2 separate regions of the Sus scrofa genome follow, and region 1 is linked to region 2. Evidence: chromatin contacts called from public promoter capture Hi-C data. All regions are on one chromosome and are shown on one strand. The core of a region is the stretch at or near the end of the contact, and the rest is flanking DNA. Distances in the headings are between cores, read along the strand shown.

Region 1 (4,803 bases), core at 471-2,970, 300 kb after region 2:
GGGCCCTTAGTGGTCCTTCTGCCTAGGAACAGTTCTGCCTTGGCAGGCTCCCACTCACTATTCTGATCTCAGTTCAGATGGTACTGTTCACTCTCCTCACTCCCGTTCCATTACTTACTTCTAATTCCTTCAAAATACACATAACCATCTGTAGCCCTCTTGTCCCCCAAAACCCAGAACAATATCTGGCACAGGGTGGCATAAAATAAATGGGCAGGGGTCAGGACCTGCCTGTGGCTACTCCCACCAGGCCATGCATGGTTCCTGGAAGCAGCTACCTTCAGCTGAGATTTCTGCTCCAGTGCAGCCCAGATGCTTCTCTGATTTTTGCCTGCCAGGACAGGAGCTCTTACCCAGCTTCCCATAGTGTTCAATGAGGTCCATCTTGGAGAGGAGGTTGACATGGGGGAGCTCCACATGCAGCATGGTGGCTAGGGAGGTACACAGTACTGAAATGAACTTGGCAGGGTCTGTGCAATAGTGAGAATCCACCAGGTGGACAGCAGTCAGCTGGGAGGGAAGGAAGAGACAGGGTGAGAGTGGCCTGGGGAGGCAAGGAACATTAGGGCCTATGTCTCCCCATCAGACCGGGGACTTCTGAGGACAAAGGGCAAATCTTCCCATTAGTCTCCTCCTGCTTCTGTTCATTCTAATAGAGTCATCTCCTTATCCCAGGAAATATGGGGCATTTCTTTCCTGCAGGCAACTGGTACAATTCCCACTGCATCTGACTCTATTCTTTAACTTTCTTTTGCCCACCAAATCACAACCACCATGCCACTTTCCACATAACCCTTTCCATACTTCCAATAATTCTAAGTTGGGTACTAACACATTCATTATACAGATGAGAAAACTGAGGTTCAGAGAATGAAACTGACTTTCCCAGGACCACACACCGAGTCAGTGGTAGAGCCAGAATTCGAATTCACACTTGTTTTACTTCAGAGCAATTCTACCCCATACTTAGCTATGGGACATGGGGGCGTGGCATCTGTCCTCTCCGTCTCAGTTCCTCCATCCGCAAAATGGGCCAGATCCCAGACGCACCCTGAGGTCCCACTGCGTCATCTGGGAGAAGATGCTGCGCAGGGCTCCGTGGTGCGTGCAGAGCTCCACTTGACCAGGGCAGTCAAAGAGGAAGTAGTGGCCGCGAAGGGGGTCGAGTTTCGCGCGCAGCCAGTCCAGGTTGGCCTCTAGGTACTCCATGCAGTACAGCAGACCGCCGTTGGGCCCCAGCTGCAGCTCGTCCATAACGTCGCTCAGGCCCACCAGCTCGCCCACATCTACGGCGCACTCATATGGCAGCCCCTCGTTGGCCGGGTCCAGGTTCACCACCGCCACGCGCCGGCCCAGCGCTCGCAGAAACTCACTCATGCCCAGGCAGTACGTGGTCTTCCCCGAGCCCGGCGGGCCGATCACCGCTTGCCCAAAGGCCGTGGTCTGAGCGGCCCCTGCCATGGGCGGCACACGGCTCAGACAAGTGAGAGGAAGTGCGTAGCAGACAAGTTCAGAGAGGAAGCAAGGGGGGAGCCGCACCGCAGACAAGAGCCGAGGGCAATGGGTTCCCCTAACTGCACTTGGCTGGGGACTGGCAGCGATACCCGGAAGCCGCCTAAGGAGAGAGAGCTGGAAAAGGCGCGCTGTAAGGGGACCAAATGGCCAGGCACTGACCAGACCAGCACCCGACTTCCGTACAACGCCGGAAACAGCGAGGGCCGGAGAGGAAGTCCCGCCTTTACAGTGACGACATAGCTTGGCGCCGAGGGGCGTGGCGGCGCCGAAGCATGAGGCGTAAGCAGGTCCAGGAAGAACTTTTCAGGGTTTTCCCCCACCTTCCGCCAAGCCCAAGTTAGAAGAGGAGAAATTCGGTAATACACTCCTTTATTCTCCCATTAGGTCTCAGACTCGGGATAACTGCCTTAGACTCTCCGCTGCCCGGTCCCAGCCAGTTAAGGGGAGAGGCGAAGGAGGGCCGGCCCCCAAACCGTCTCTTCAGAGCGCAAATCTTCTCCTCTTCCATGTCCCTTTTCCCCTCCTTCTGGGCTTCGTGGCGACCTCCCTACCCCTCCCCACGGGAAGTTGTGCTGGTAATCTCAGGCAGTTTGGCTTTTCATCGTACTGGGGGAAGCAACAGGAGCAAGCCCAAACAGACCAGGGTTAGGCGGCCACCAGGGAGAGGTCATTAAGCCGTTTCATCAAAAGGGAGGATTGGGGACTTTTTGTCAAAATGCCCCTGAGGTAGACAGCCAGGAGGCAAGTTCTAAAAAAGCATCCTGAACAGGCTAGGGCAGATTGCTGCTCCCAGAGTTCTTTTTGCTTTGGCATTAGATAAGACCGTATAGAGGGCTGCCACTGTGCAATTATGAGTGATCCTGATTAAGGAAGCCCCTGGACCTGTCACTCAGGCTCTGAAGGGCTGTCCAAGGCACAGCTGGAACCTCTCACAAAAGCCATGTCTGTACGAAACTTCATACTGGTGGGTGGCTGGCGGCGGAGCAGCGACTCCCCCTGGTCCTGGGGCAGGGGCTCATCATAGATGGTGGAGATCAGCCCCAAGCCAGTTCCACGGGGTCTCTTCAGTTGCCCAAATGGCTGCAGCTTCTCTCCATGGTACCTGGATTAAAAAGGGCTCTCAGTGAGAGGGCAGCTCTCTTACCTCAGTAAAGGGGTTGGAAAGGACAGGAAATAGCTACGCGTATATAGTCTGTCCCAAAGACAAAGCATTTAAATCTAAATCTTTGCTCTCCAGCCCCCTTATCCATCTATAGATAGCACCAAAAACTAGCGGCCTCACCGCTTTCATTTTAAACAGTAGACAAAATTGAGAACAACTGTCACCACTCTGCATCCCTAACAGCAATCATCCAGGCTACACTGCTCAGACTTGGGGGAATGACTCCTGCAGGAAGTTAATGATCCTATCAAGCCTGAGATCTTGGTCTTGAAAAAAACAGTGCCAGTCCTACTTTTTTTCTTTCTAATTCTGCTTTGAAAGTCATTCCCTAGGGAGTCTCTAGCACCTAAGCCAAAACCAGAGGGCAGGGGGAACCAGGGTAGAGTTGAAAGGCTCCCTTGGGCTCCCTGGGAAGTCCCTCAGCCATACTCACCCCAATCCACGCTTGCATCTGGGGTGCTGGCCATCACTATCCAGGGCCTCAGGCACCCCTGAGCACTGGCTGCCCAGGCCCTGGCCCTCAGCCCAGCCCTGCCGCTCCATCACCTTCCGCCCAATGCCCTAGAGAAAAGGGAGAGAACTCAAGAGTTGGGGCGCCTGTGGGGGCTCAAGGAAACAGGGGTAGGGAAGGAGAAGAGAGGAGTCAGTAGGCTGGGCACAGTGCTCACCTTGGTGTGGCGCTCGAAGGTGCCCACCTGGTGCCTGATCACAGAGCCAGCCTCCTGGCCATCACGGAGTCTCTGTTCCAGACGCATTTGGACAGAGTCTCGGGCGTCCTTGTCTCCACCATCTGAGGAAGCAGAGCACAGTTTGTGGAAGGGCTTTTCTCAGCAGAAGTGGGAGGAAATCAGGTTTCCAGGCTCTCCTCACAAAATTTATGTATTTGTCTTTATGGTGTGTTATTACTTTTATTATTTCTCTCATTAGACTGGGAACTTGCCAAGAGTAAGAACCATGGCTGTCCCATTTTACAGATAAGGAAATTGTGCAGAAAAGTCATGGAGCTAAAAAATGAGAGATGTAATTAGGACCAGGTCTTCCCCTCCCACCGCCCAACCCCCCAGGTCATTTTTGACTCCTGAATCTAAATTCTTAACAGAGCCTGAACTCCTGACCCTCCCACTTTTCTAGAGCCTGCCTTTCAGAGCCAGAGCTCTCTGAGGGCTGTCCCCACATGTCCTTACTCCACAAAGAAAGGAAAAAGGCTCTGCCCACCAGTGCTTAATGCACCCAACTAGAGATGTTTTAAGAGAGGAGCCCTCTCAGTGGGCTACCCCAGTCCTGCCTCAGCCTCTGCTAAGCAGGCCTGGTAAAGTGTCACAGCAAGGTCAGGGCACCATTCCACCTCCCAGGACTGCAACCCCTGGCCCAGTACCTGCATCATAGTACACACTCATGTCCACATCCCAGTCATCAGCTGTCTGTTCATCAAAGTCTGCAGATAGAAAAGCATCAAGCAGAGTAAGTGAAGGACTCTTGAGTTAAATCTAGTCTTAGACATTCTAGGACTTGGGGCTTTTAATTGTGTTTTCAAATCTCTCCTCTGGGAGGGGCATTCAGAATTTGCAGGAGGACAGGTCTTCTCCACCCCACTGATGCCCCACCCCTAGAAAGGATGACTGGTCTCTCATATACAACCAAGGTAAGCCCCTTCCCTAGCTCTTTATTTGGGCTCAGTGCCAGGGAACCCACTGCGTGGAGCAAAGCACCCCGAGCGAAGGCAGCAGGGATCAGTCCTGCCCTTGCCCTTGTCTGGTGCCTGCATTACCTCCTTCCTCCTCCTGCCAGAACTGGGCATCAGTGTAGAACACCAGCCCGGAGCCGCCCTTCTCCCACTTGAGCTCGATCTCCTCCTCAAAGAGCCGCTCAGTGGTCCGCTCCTGCCTGGTCACGTCCTCATGCAGTGCTTCGTGCCGCTCCCACTCCTCGCCCCGGTCATCATCCTAGGAGACAAAGGGGAGAGGTGACCTGCCTGTCCAGCTTCTTGACCCCATGACCACAAGGAGGGCAGCTCAGGGCACAGGAGGTCCTGGAGATGGGACCTCAGATCCGCTCCTCCAAATTTCTGAGAACCAGCACACTTTGGGCCCCTGAGGCCTGACCAACACACCTCTCCATGCCTGAGT
Region 2 (4,809 bases), core at 266-2,765:
TGGAGATAGTAGTAGTACCTACCTCATAAGGTGGTTGTGAAGATTGAGTTGCAGGTAAAGTGCTTAGAACATCCTGGTCCACAGTAAGTACTATGTTAATGTTAGCTATAATTATTTATCTAATCACACTAGACTGAATGTAAACTCCATGAGAAGAGGGACTTTCTTTTGTTCATTGCTATATCCACAGCATCTATTTTTTATTTTTATTTTTGTCTTTTCTAGGGCCGCACCCACGGCATATGGAGGTTCCCAGGCTAGGGGCCTAATCGGAGCTGTAGCCACCAGCCTAAGCCAGAACCACAGCAACGTGGGGTCTGAGCCGTGTCTGCAAGCTACACCACAGCTCATGGCAACGTGGGATCCTTAACCCACTGAGCAAGGCCAGGATTGAACCCACAACATCATGGTTCCTTGTCGGTTTTGTTAACCACTGTGCCACCATGGGAACTCCATGGGAGCATCTTAATTTAGGAGAAATTCTCAAGCACTTTGATTTTTAAAAATCCTAATCTGTTCCCACCTGCTGCGTGACCCTGGGTAACTCATACCTTTCGGAGACTGTTTTATGATGTGTAAACTAGGTGGTGGTGAGGATCCAAGGAAATCACACATTGGTGAAACCTGGTTGAAAGAAGGCTTCTGTGAAACAGTCCTGCTTTAGAACAGCTTTTGTAAATGGCCATTCTTCCTCGCCCATGAAAAAAAACAAGCCCATCTCTCCAAGCCCCCACGTGTGAATAAATCTCAGCAAGCCTGGACCCCTAGCACCTCTTTCGGTGGAGGCTGAATCTCTCCAGGGAGACTCTCTCTCCCGGCCTTTTACTCCAAGGGCAGTCCAGTGTCAGTCAATCCTGGGAGCATGGTACCCACTCTCCTTAGAGGAGGCACAAGCCCAAATCAGCCAGAAGCTGGTCCTGCTTCTGGAGAAATTCTGTGTATTAAGACATCACTCTGGGTTCTGATGATGGGGAAACCTTACCTGGGGTTGGGGCGCTGGGATCCCCAGGGGATCTCAGTGTCGGCTTCCGTAAGGGGGATTGTCCTAGGGCCTCCTAATGAGGGCAGTAGGGCCCAGGCTCCTTTCCAGCCTCCGCCTGGGTCAGGGCCAGGTCATTTAGTGTGTCTGTGTGTGGGGGGAGGGGTTGGGAGGAGACGGGAACAGGGCAAACAGGGCGGCTGGAGGGAAAAGGAGCAATTCAAAACGAGCTGAGTCGAGGAGATTGGTGGCCCTGGAGAGGTCAGCGCGGAGGAAACCAGGTCTGAGAGGGAGAAGTCAAGCGGACCTCTCCCGGGCGGAGCAGAAGACCGACCCCGGGCTGGCGGTGGAGGCGGGGCCAGCACTCCCCTAGCAGAGGGGGCGGGGGGTCTGCGCTGGGAATGCCGCGCCGCGGGGGCTGGGGCGTGGCTTTACTGGCTCCGCCCCCGCGCAGGTAGCCAATGGGCGCGGCGGCGCCGGGTGACGGAGGGAGCCGAAGTGCGAGTGCCGCGGCGGCGGCTGTGGTGGACGGCCCAGCCTGAGTGCCGGGGTCTCTGCTGGGGCGAGGGGGCACGAGGGCTCAGAGCCGGGGACCCTGGTACCCGAGAGGCGGCGCAGCCGGCGCCGCCGGTGGAGCTCCGGCGGCCTGGCGGCGGCGCGATGCCTCTCGCTCAGCTCAAGGAGCCCTGGCCGCTCATGGAGCTGGTGCCGCTGGACCCGGAGGTGAGTGAGCTGGGCGGGAGAAGGGCGCTGGCGGCCGGCGAGCCCGGGTCCCTACAGGGGCGGGGCGGCCCGCGGCGCCGCCGGAGCCTGGCGGGCGCCTGCGAGGACGCGAGTGCCCTCCGATCTCTTGGCCCCTCTCCGGCTCCACCCCCTTATGTCCTGGGTGTGTGTGAGCGAGGGACAGTTCCGCCAAGTGCCGAGAAATCCCTTAGCGTGGAGAGGGGATCCCGCGGTGCGCTGAGATCTGGCCTCCCCTTACCTCTCCCTACACCTAGGACCTGTACCGGGAGGTGTGGGAGTTTCCTTCATTAGCCCAGGCGGCCAGCTCCGGGCTGCCAGATGTCTCGGATTCTACAAGAGACAAGGGTCGTAGGACCCCCCACTTCTCCTTGACATCGCGCATCGCCCTACCGGAAGATCTCCCAGCTTTTCCGCTGCTGACCCTAGAAGGATTGCCCCTTTGACCCTGGCAGTTGTGGAATTTGGGGTGACACGGCCCGTCTGGGGCAGAAACTCTTGGTTTTCTTTGCCCCAGGCTAGGGTCAGAGAACACCTGTGTCCCCTGCCCCGGGCTGTAGAGAAGAGAATGGGGAAAAGCCCTTAGTCCTTGTGACGACTATTCCTGGAGAGGGGGAGGACCTTGGTGGCTGCCGCTGCTTCTTGTCCCCCCCCCCCCAATAAGAAGGGTTGGGCCCCTGAGGAGTTTGGCCTCTGCCTGCCTAGCCTCTTCCAGAAGCAACTCCTTCCTGCCCTCTGAGGATTCTGAGATGATAGGCTCCAAACTTGCAAAAGGCCAGCTCTTCCTGTGCTCTTTGACCTCCAGGGTCAAGGTCAAGCCCCTGAACCAGCAGGTGGAGAAAACTTTCTCCTCAGCCTCATTCTGGGAAGTAGGTAGGTGATACTGCCTTTCCAGAGGAGATATGGGGATATGCGGAGGGGAGGGGGTATGGGGACCTCAGTGAGCCTGGGAGCCAAGGTGCTTTTCCCCTGGCTTCAGCTCATAGCCCCTGCTGAGTACACCTCCTTGGTACTTACCTGAGGCAACCACCAAGTGCCTTGCCTCTCAGGGCCACAGATTGAGATCAGAGTGAGGACCCCTGGTGTGCTGCCCCTTTAAAGGGATGGTCACTGCTGACACTGGCTATTGGAGGGTGGGCGCGGCAGGATTAGGTAACCAACCTGAAGGCCCAATTTGGAGTAAATTGCTCTGGGATCCCTGCCATAGGGTTTTTACAGGCCCTGCTCAGCTCAGAGGTTCTCTCGCTGACTCACCCTCTGAGGTGAGGAACACTGCCCTCTGCAGCCCCTATCCACACTGCACCAACCCCCGCCCCCCGACTGGGGCACAAGGGGCTGGGGGGGTTGCTCTGAGGTGGATTCCTTTGCCCTGGCACGCTCCTGCGACCTAGATCTCTCAGAGGAAGGTAGACTGGGAGAGGCCGGGGGGGACCTCAGCTGAGAACATACCGTGTGTTACACTAGCAGGGGAGGCGGACACTCAGGAGCTCAATTCCCAGTCCAGGGCACTACTTCCTGCTTCCCTTTGGGGAATCCTGAGGCAGGGGCCAGGTTTAAACAGGAAACTCAACTCAGTTTTAGCACTACTGCACCCAAACTCTGAGAGGGAAAAACTGGCTTATTTCCTAGGGTTGGAGGGGCTGTGTTTTCTCCAGGAGCTTCTTGGCACTACCTTGGGAATGCTGTGCGACCCTCAGTCAGTCCTTAGCCTCTCTGGGCCACTATTGCTCCAGTGGCCAAGGCTGGGTTCTGGTCTCTACTTTCTGGCTCTGAGAGGGTGCAGAGCCCTGGGTTCTGCTGCCCATTCTCCTCCTCCCCACTCCATGGAGGTGCCAGGTGACAGGGTGTTATTGTTTGGGTAACAGGAGCCATGGGGCAGCCAGGGCGCGGAGTGGGCTGTTCTCACTGGAGAACAGGGCCTCGCTGTTCTTAGCCCAGGTGACATGTAAGTGATATAGCAGCCTGACCTGCAGGTACAGGCGTTGCCGCTGGCTCCTGGCTGGGAAGGAGGCAGGCCAGGGGCTGGCGGGGGCATTTGGCAGAGGCCTGGGACACGGACCGCCCTGCCTTCCCCATGACGCTGCTGAAAATGGGCTGCTGGTGAGGCAGGGCCTTGTCCAGGGTGTGGCCCAGGTGGAGTAAACCCCCTGGAAGTGTGGGTGAGGATTCTGCCTGGTCCTTCGCTGGCCCTGCTGAAAGCCATAACCTTGGCCCCAGGCCCAGCCTCACTGTGTACAGAGCTGCACTATGTGCTACCCACCCCACTTCACCTATGTTACCTTATTCAAATAAAATCATTCTCCGAACAACTTTTCAAGGAAGGGATTATTACCCCCATTTTCACATGGAACAACCGAACTCAGAGAGGTGAACTGGGCTATGAATTAATGTCAGAGTCAGAATTGGAACCCAGGTCCCTCGCTGTCTTCTACCAAGTGGTGGGAGACTTTAAGGACAGGGGAGAACTGGGATCAAGCTGGCCCAGGTGGAAGGTACTCCAAGAGAGGCTCCGGATGTTGGCAGACTCTTCCTTCCAGGCTTTGCCGAGGGCTGGGGATGCCAGCCGGCCCTGGCATCCGGCCCCCAGCTTCCAGCAGCGTGCAGGGCTGCCAGTGCTGGGCTCTGAACCCAACTCCTGGGGCTGCTTCCTGCCTGTAGGGCACGTGCTGGCTTTGTCCATCTGCTGCCCAGCTTCTCTGGACGCTGCCCTGGCCCCTCTTCCCAAGACAGAGCTGCTGAGTTGGAAGGAAGGATGCTTGTTGGAACCCATCTCTCACCTCTGCAGAGGGGGCGCAGTGGTCTGGGGGCCCTCGGCCTCTGGCCCCATGAGCAGTAGAGGAAGAGGGAGGAGAGCAGGTCTCCATCCTCTGAGGCCAAAGGACCTTTCCTGTACCAGACTTTTTAGACAAGGTCCTTCATTCAGTATTCTGAAAGGTCAGTATCATTGTTCCCTTTCATTCATTCATTTGACAAATACCATTGAGCACTTGTCGTGTGAGTAGTACAGTCCAAGCAACAGTACAGCAGTGAACAAGACAGCCCTGCCTTCAAGGTACAGATGAGGAAACCAAGGCTCAGAGAAGTAATGC

The links. Promoter capture Hi-C pulls out the DNA fragments that hold promoters and counts their contacts.
Region 1: a promoter capture Hi-C map of fetal skeletal muscle shows a contact between it and region 2, with 8 times the contacts expected there. The contact joins the promoter of GPN2 here to the promoter of RPS6KA1 in region 2. A contact is called at or near these places in 2 of 5 promoter capture datasets (fetal liver and fetal skeletal muscle) and 1 of 2 datasets of contacts at active chromatin or transcription factors (alveolar macrophages).

What each region holds. Positions count from the first base shown.
Region 1 is chr6:84,208,009-84,212,811 of Sscrofa11.1, forward strand. GPN2 (GPN-loop GTPase 2) reads right to left here and starts at 1,721. Exons shown (of 5, transcript XM_003127718.4): 1 at 1,051-1,721; 2 at 354-510. The coding sequence starts at 1,461. GPATCH3 (GPN-loop GTPase 2) reads right to left here. Exons shown (of 11, transcript XM_003127719.5): 3 at 4,446-4,620; 4 at 4,053-4,112; 5 at 3,346-3,467; 6 at 3,111-3,238; 7 at 900-2,617; 8 at 354-510. The coding sequence ends at 2,401.
Region 2 is chr6:83,903,609-83,908,417 of Sscrofa11.1, forward strand. RPS6KA1 (ribosomal protein S6 kinase A1) reads left to right here and starts at 1,516. Exons shown (of 22, transcript NM_001243214.1): 1 at 1,516-1,702. The coding sequence starts at 1,640.